2 separate regions of the Danio rerio genome follow, and region 1 is linked to region 2. The links are chromatin contacts, called in public Hi-C maps. All regions are on one chromosome and are shown on one strand. The core of a region is the stretch at or near the end of the contact, and the rest is flanking DNA. Distances in the headings are between cores, read along the strand shown. Region 1 overlaps ambra1a (autophagy/beclin-1 regulator 1a). Region 2 overlaps dgkza (diacylglycerol kinase, zeta a).

Evidence for each region. Hi-C and Micro-C count contacts between places; a contact is called where the count stands out from the background.
Region 1: a Hi-C map of skeletal muscle shows a contact between it and region 2, with 3 times the contacts expected there. The contact joins two enhancer-like sites. A contact is called at or near these places in 6 of 18 Hi-C or Micro-C datasets (caudal fin, embryo, hematopoietic stem cells and 2 more) and 2 of 4 datasets of contacts at active chromatin or transcription factors (caudal fin and embryo).

The regions. Positions count from the first base shown.
Region 1 is chr7:39,560,062-39,564,085 of GRCz12tu, reverse strand. All of the region lies in intron 7 of ambra1a (autophagy/beclin-1 regulator 1a), which reads left to right. Among named protein-coding and RNA genes, the nearest start is that of ambra1a, 15 kb to the left of the region's middle. Within about 2 kb of position 1,540, at least 3 of the 62 cell types and tissues checked have an H3K27ac peak or open chromatin away from gene starts, as enhancers often do.
Region 2 is chr7:39,316,153-39,320,187 of GRCz12tu, reverse strand. dgkza (diacylglycerol kinase, zeta a) reads right to left here. Exons shown (of 32, transcript XM_073908831.1): 21 at 3,658-3,758; 22 at 770-849. Among named protein-coding and RNA genes, the nearest start is that of mdka, 65 kb to the left of the region's middle. Within about 2 kb of position 1,482, at least 5 of the 62 cell types and tissues checked have an H3K27ac peak or open chromatin away from gene starts, as enhancers often do.

The DNA.
Region 1 (4,024 bases), core at 291-2,790, 240 kb before region 2:
ACAGTAACACCAACTGACCCAGCCAAGGATCGAACCAGCGACCCTCTTCCTGTGAGGCGACAGCACTACCTACTGCGCCACTGCATCACCATATAATCATTCATTTATAAGTATTTTCACAAAATTTCCTTTATAAAAATGCATTGTATCGTATGGGCCTGTAAATATCATGTCAGGATAATGTCAGTTTTGTTTAAATAACTTTTTAAAGAACAATTTAACTGGTTCTCACATTCTGGTCTTTTCATCTGCTGTTAATGTGAGGAGCTATTGTACAACTTAGTTAATAATGTTGTTTTTCGATTTGTAATAAGATTATTTTGCTTACCCCATTGGCAGATTATTTTGCTTGATTTAAGGAAAATCTCACTTCATTTTGGCATATTATTTCTTAAAACAAGACAATATGTTTTGCTTGTCTAGAAAATTCTTCTTGATTTAAGAACTTTTAGATATTTGGACTAGAAACAAGACAAAAAATCTAAGTAAGAAAAGCATTTTTTGCAGTGTGACACACAGCATCACGGTCTCTCATTCACACACATACATAGGCATGCTCGCTCGCTCGCTCAAGAGTCTGGAGCGATATTGTTAGACCGCCCGCTCCCGTTCAAATTACACCAGTTACCAACCGCTCTTACGCTTTATTCAGAAATTTATTCCTGCACCGCAAGAAATCTGGTCTGCTCCCGCAGTACAGCCGGGATGCAGAGCTTTACTTTGAGTGTCCAGAAAAGCGCTATATAAATGTAACATAATTATTATTATAATTGTATATGATGATTTTGTTTTGTGTAAAATCCTGATAAATAAGAATCAAATGTTTATTATGGGTTTAAATGGGTAGTTCACCAAAAACTGAAAGATCTGTCATTGTTTACTCACCCAACGCTTATCTTAAACTGGTTTGCGTTTCTTTCTTCTGTTAAACACAAAAGAAGGCATTTGGGGAAGGGTTGGAAACCTTTTACTACTGTGGATGTCAATGGTTACTGGTTTTTAACATTCTTCTAAATATCATGATGGGCTAATGACTGATGCTGCATGATGACTTGACACTGTTATTAAGATGAACAATTATTACAGACTATTGTTCAACTGTTTTTTTTTTCTTTCTATGCGGTCTCATTTAACTACTCTCTAAAATTACTTATGTTTGAACTACTTATTTAAAATGAGTTGAAACAACACAATTCTTAATTTTTTTTTGGGACAACCTGATTGATTTATGTTGAATTCACTTAAATTTTATGAAAAAAAAAAAATTAAGCCAGCCTAAATGGTTGGTGTTGGGACAGCATGAAGGAATTTGTGGAACCCAGCCTTTTTGACAGTGTAGTTAAAATATGTTGTCATGCAAACCCTTAGTCAATGACACATCTGGCTCATAAAGTAAGATGTATAACTTTGAGTTTTGCTGTTAAGTAAACCGACCTACTTTTGTAATTTTCAATCACACTGGCACTTTTGTAAGGAATCTGACCTAAAATATGGGCCAGTCTTTGCAGATTGCTCCCCTCAAGGGTCTTGAAATGCCAGCTTCACTCCATTAGGGGGCAGTAGCTCATCACACTGCACATATGTAGTGGTAACTTTCCACATGTATCTTCAACACTAAATAGCCGGTGGGTTTTTTGTTCTGATTATGTACTCTAACACACAGTCCTCCTCTTCTCATGATGCCGAACAGCATGTCCCATGTGCGTGGCCATGCTGTGAATCAGTTTTGTTTTAAAGCCAATGCTGTGCAACGGAAAGTATCGCACTTCACTTATAGAGAAGAGCAATAAGAATGAATGCTCTGCCATTTTACATTGTCCCAGGAGTCCCGCTCCAGTTCAGCATTACTGACTCACAGCTTTGAGCGTGGAGCAAAGTTTCAGCACGAACTCTCATCACTACCTGCTATAATGTCATACCTGAAACAAGAGCCTGTGAAATTTATAGAAAGTTACCTCAATATTGTTCAGATAATAAGCTGCCATATTACAGTATGCAGAAGCGCAAAACAAAAGGCTTGAAACTGTAGCACAATCTGCACCGTCATCTGCATTCCATCTGGATAAAAATGTATCACGCTATACATTTTGCACTTTCAAGAGTGATTATAGACTAAACAAGTTAAAAATATCCCCAGAACTGCACATTTCCTAACTGTTTAGTGTGTTTTTATAGAGTTATGTTTGCTTCAACTCTGTTAAAATGCAGATCTTGATCTTTTTAAGTGAGCAAACAAAGCCAACTGCGTGAAAAGGAGTCAGAATCGATCCGTTCTGTTTTTGCTGTGAGTCAAAGGGCAGAAGATGGCATTCTAATGAAGCGCCGAGCACACCCACACCAGATGCATTCACGTACACACATCACACTGACTCATGCTGAATAAAAATGCCCTGCTCGCTGCCCAACTGTCCGTCCAGCTTTGTGCCCTGCCAGTCCAAGAAGGCATGCTTTGGACTCGGCCTCCTCTCTTAATGGCCTTCAGCAAACTCTCCGTTGTATGAGGAATAGCACAAACCCAGACTTAACAAATACCCCGATTTAATGGGTTATTAACCAATTCCTGGCCAAGCCTGGCAGAGCTCACATCATTACTTACACATTATATTCATTTAGCCTTCACATAACAGTCGGTAATGAGCATACTAATGTCCTTGTGCAGTTTAATGAGATTTTTAATGATTGTGATGCTGCTCGGTGGGGAGTGTTACTGTAGAAACCGAATGGTGGAAATTGGAAGAAATGTGTCTTCTTCATTTTTGTTTGACGTCCTCTCCAAAAATTCTTAATCTGGACAGGAAGTGCTTTGCAACTTCAAAACAAACAAAAGCAATGCAATTCTCTTTTGTAGGAGGCTGCTGGAGTCGTCCATGATGTCTCTTTCGAGAAATGGCACCTCTGGGTCACGAGACCACCCCATCTATCCCGACCCAGCCAGGTGAAGCCGTGTGTTTGTGTATGTGTGTGAACAGCATTTCACCGTCATGCCGCTTGGACGGTGAGGTCTGGGTAATGAGAACGAGTGTGTGTTATGCTTCCGGACAGTAGTGTGACATTTCAGACTCACCAACACCCCTGTGTCCCCTTAATTCAAACATGCACACACAGCCTGTCAGCATCCTCGGACTTTGTGTGTAAGGCTCATAATAACGTGAGTTCATGGCTAGTGAGTCATTGTTGAGCTCTGGGGAATCAGCAGTGGTTCGGGATCAAGACAGATTGTTAGCGCAGACTCCCGCTGGCTGGTTCGCACAAACACACGGACCGACGCGCACCTCTAACCTGTGAATTACCACAACAGACTCATTTCCCCCAGAGCAGAATGTACCTGGTGTTAGAAGCCATCTGAGCAGAGGGTTAGTCTGACTCCGGCAGGAGTAATTGCTGCTATATGACACTGTTGTTTCCCGCATCTTTCTCTGTCTGCTTGTGTGTCGGTTGAAAACACGTTCTCAAACACACACTGATAAACAATGTGATGTGTTTAGGCTCTGTCAGACAGATTTAACTGATTCTAGGTCTTGTGAAAAGTTCTGCCAAGTTTCTCTCCTTGCGATTTTGTGCTTGTGTTTGTGAGGATGAATATTCATAATTTTGGTTTGATTTATAATTACAGAAATTCTCTTTCTGACTGGTTGAGAATATGTGACAGTTGTCTCTGCCCGAGGTTTATTTAGGAGTTTAGCTCTGTTTGTTCTCAGTGTTCAGCTCATCTGGTCCATGCTGGTGGCAGATGCTCCTTTCTCAGCTAGTCCAAGACCGAACGAAACTCCAGATGCTCTTTCACTCTGAGCTGTGTAAAAGATTTTAGTTTTAACGGCTTTGTTCAGCAGGTCCCTCTGCCAAAAAGCTAACTAATGAATTAGCATCTGATTTAAATGAGAATAGATGCAGATTTAATCAAGTGGATACAAAAGTTATTTTGTGTGTTTATCAAAAAATGCATGAAGGTTGTTTAAAACAGTGGTTCATTCCATTCCATTCATGTTTATTTCTATAGCGCTATTAGAATGTAGATTGTGTCAAA
Region 2 (4,035 bases), core at 233-2,732:
CTTGTCATTGCTATGGCCACCATCAGCTATTCTTACACTTGTGGCGTTCAGGTTTCAAAATAGTTCAACTTTTGCCACTGTGTGGATTAATACTGAATGTGTGTCATGGTAATGAAGAGCTGACAGAGCAAACTGCATTGCTTTAATGCACTCCTTTATTGGGTTCACACATACACTCTGCACTCTGACTACTTCAACAATGTTGATAAGTCGTGGTGGGCGTTTCTCTCTGTCTCACGCTGAACGCAGTCAACCAATTGCAATAGACTAGGTCATCTCACCAATCAGCACAGATTAGCATCACGCTAAGGAGGGGTTTGGGAACAAATTAATTGCTGAACAAATCATATGAGAGGTGTTGGGATAATTAGTTACAAATAAATGTATATTATAAGATACTACAAGAGTTTTTGACCTTGCATGCATATCAGCCTGTTGTTGGAGACCCCCAAAACCATAATATGGCCTTTTTTAACGCATAATAGGGGCTCTTTAAAACATTTAATAATATTTTAGAATTAAAACATTCTAATAGAGTGTCACTACTTGCAAATCTGGGTCCTGAAGGACAAACTAACCAAGCGCCACTGTTCTGTACTACATGTAATGCAGTAAAACTTCTCCATATATTATATTCTTATACAGTGACTGACTGTTCCCATCATTAATCAAACTCTAACACCTCTCTCCTCCTCTCTATTTTCCTGTCCTCTTCATTTCTCACTTTTACCCCTCTCCCATCTGTTAACCCCACCCTCTCATTTTTTACCTCCTGTAGTCTCTCGATGTGAGCTCGGCAGGTTTCCAAATCACTGTCTCCAGGGACAACGATGAGACCCAGTGGAATCGCTGCAATAAGGATGGAAAGACAAGAAACGAGAAGTTAGAATGAGAGATAAGGAGAAGAAACAGAATCTTTTCATCATTCGCACAGTAAAAGTCTGCTGCACGTTTTTAAAAATTTGGCCCATATTTCTCCTCTCAGGAGATACTGATCAGCAGAGGGAGATGAAATTTGAATTAAATAAGAGAATGGAAGGAAAGAAGGAAGGCAGGAAGGAAGGAAGGAAGGAAAGAAGGAAGGAAGGAAGGAAGGAAGGAAGGAAGGAAGGAAAGAGATAAAGAGACAAAGAAAGAAAGAAAGAAAGAAAGAAAGAAAAAAGAAAGAAAGAAAGAAAGAAAGAAAGAAAGAAAGAAAGAAAGAAAGAAAAGAGAATTCAAAGCATTGAAGATAAAATTCATCTCTGTCTCTGTGTCCTGGTGAATCTCTGTAAGCTGTATGTGTTGATGGAGATGATTTATGGCAGTTGTATTCAACATGCAGTGGCTTAGACCCAATCCAACTCATTCAAAGGAATCCAGAGACTCCTCATGAAACGAGGGCTGACAGTAATAGGCCATAGCCATTTTGTCTGCACTAGAGTCTAAATCACTGTAGGCATTTTGTAGACATGCAGCTGTAGGCCTGCTCTTATACGTGTCATTGAGAGAATCTGATGAAATATGATGTTCAAGCAGTGCAGTGGCTGCTGAGGGTACGTGTCCTCTCATGCATATGGACATTCTCAAGTCCAACTCAATTTAGAGGGAAATGGGAAAAAGTCAAAGATCTCACTCTGAGATCTCAACTGTGCAATGAAACACTCAACCACCCTTAACATCATGAAGATGCAGGAGTGCACGTTTTAAAGCTGGAGAAAAACTACAGTCCTACCCTGAGCAGCGAGCCTTGATGGCTTTAGAGAGGCAGGGTAATATTTCCAAACTAAATGAGCTTTCTCAAGAAGACGCTGAGTTTCTCTGACAAAGTGGGGAGCGAGAAAGTGAGAGAGGGCGACGGGGAAAGCGGGAAGAGACGAGTGGAGAAAGAACGGCGAGATATGGGAGAGGTCTCCTCCATTGAGGAATGTTGAGTTGCTTAGCAACATCTGAGCAGTCGTTCCCAAATTCAATTCAGGTTTGTTCTCCGTGCTCTCGCTCTTTCTCTTGAGTTGGTGGTATTGTCAAGGCTCTTCAGAAGAGTGAAGAGGGACTGACAGCAGTGAGCTGACGAGACACAAGGATGTGTGGTTTATTTTTGTAGCACAAATGAAAGAGTACAGAATGAGTGTATGAACTGAAAAGAGAGAACCACTTTCTCCTAGTTGACAAGCACTTTAAATGGATGAATTCAGTCAAACTAAAGGAAGTCTTACTTTTTTATTTTCTGTTGTTTTTTTTTAAAGTCAGACCAAAAGGCTAATGTGATTGTCAACCAGCATGTATATAAATTAATCATCATAAAACTGGTCTCGGGGTGATGGATATTCACTATTTTAAATGTTTGCTTATTAAAACAAAGCTTGATTATAACCATATACTTGAACATTAACAAACAATTTTTCATACTAGACTTGATTTTTGAAAACTGTAGGTAATAGTTTATTAAAACTAGAAATGTATGATGCTAACATTGCTGATGGATTGGTAAAATACTCCGTGTCAAATCTTAAAAGCGGCATAAAGCAGAGGCTGAATGTATTGTAATAGAGCCACTAAATTCCAACAGCACACACCATAGTTACTGAGGGTAGTGATGGGACGACACCTAGTGCTGGGAAATAGAAGTGTGCACACAGCTTGACTTGGGCACTCCTAAACAAATCGGGCAGCCAGAATAAATGTTATTGCCCTCACTTCATCAAATTCATCTAACTTTTGATGATCTTCAACACATGAAAGAAAATCTGGGATGTTTCTGTCCGTTTTTGGGTGAACTAATCTGTATCATAACCACAATTCTATTTAATTCAACTCATCTTTATTTCTATGGTGCTTTTACAATGTAGAATGTTTCAAAGCAGCTTCTAGCAAATTGAAACTGCTTCCATTCAGTGCAGTTTTCACAACTGAAGTTCAGTTCAGTTCCGTGTAATAATGTAAATGTCACTGCTGAATGCCAAACCACTGAAGAGCAACTTCAATGATGTTTTACAAACGACATTTAAGGGGACAAGTTCATTCAATAATTATTAACGGCCAGATTTTGAGGTTATATTTAAGGTTGGTCTGCAATCTAACTGCACTTGTCACTGACAAAATGAATAAAATCAAAGAAGACAAGTTGTGTTAACAGGGAAAAAATGAAATGTTAATTTTACAAAAGAAAAAAAAAAACATTAAATGATCAACAGTAAAGTTTTTTAAACATTTTACCCCAGATTTAGCTTTTTGGAATTAAAAATGTGGTAACATTCAAATCCAGTTTTGACATATTACTTATAAAAAAATAAGAAGGGACGCGTTTTTAAACTTAAAAACTACAATTACAAACTTAATAAATGACAAAACTATAAGCTTTATATCCTTATTTATTATTATTATTAATATTATTATTATTATTATTATTAGTATTACATCATCATCATCATCATCATCATTATTATTATTATTATTATCATCATCATCATGATCATTATTATTATTATTATTATTATTATTATTATTATTATTATTATTATTAATAATATCATCATCATTATTATTATTATAATCAGTATAATTATTATTATCATTATTATTGTTATTATTATTATTATTAATATCATTATGGTTATTATTATAATCATTATAATTATTATTACATTATTATTGTTATTGTTCATGTTTCATACTTACAAGCTTCTTTGAGCTTCTCCTTGTCGTAGTGCAAAGCTTCATAATCATGCATGCTGATACGGCTCACTCTGATCCGTAGTCGTTCTGGAAACGGTTGCTGACTGCTTGATGGAAAAAGATTATGGTTAAAAAAAATTTATTCAAACAAAAGATATTCATCAGGAACTGAAGTTTCTATAACAGTGGCATATCATAGTGAGCATGCAGTGATGGCTGTCAGGGTTGGAAACAGCATCTCGCATTTCACTAAACGGCCCAGCTGTCGCTATACTAATTAAATCTGTCTCCGCTTCCGATATTTAGCTTTTTAACCGTGGTTTCATTATGGGTCTATCTGCCGTCGATACAATGAGCTCACCTTGAAGCAGCCAGGTGTGA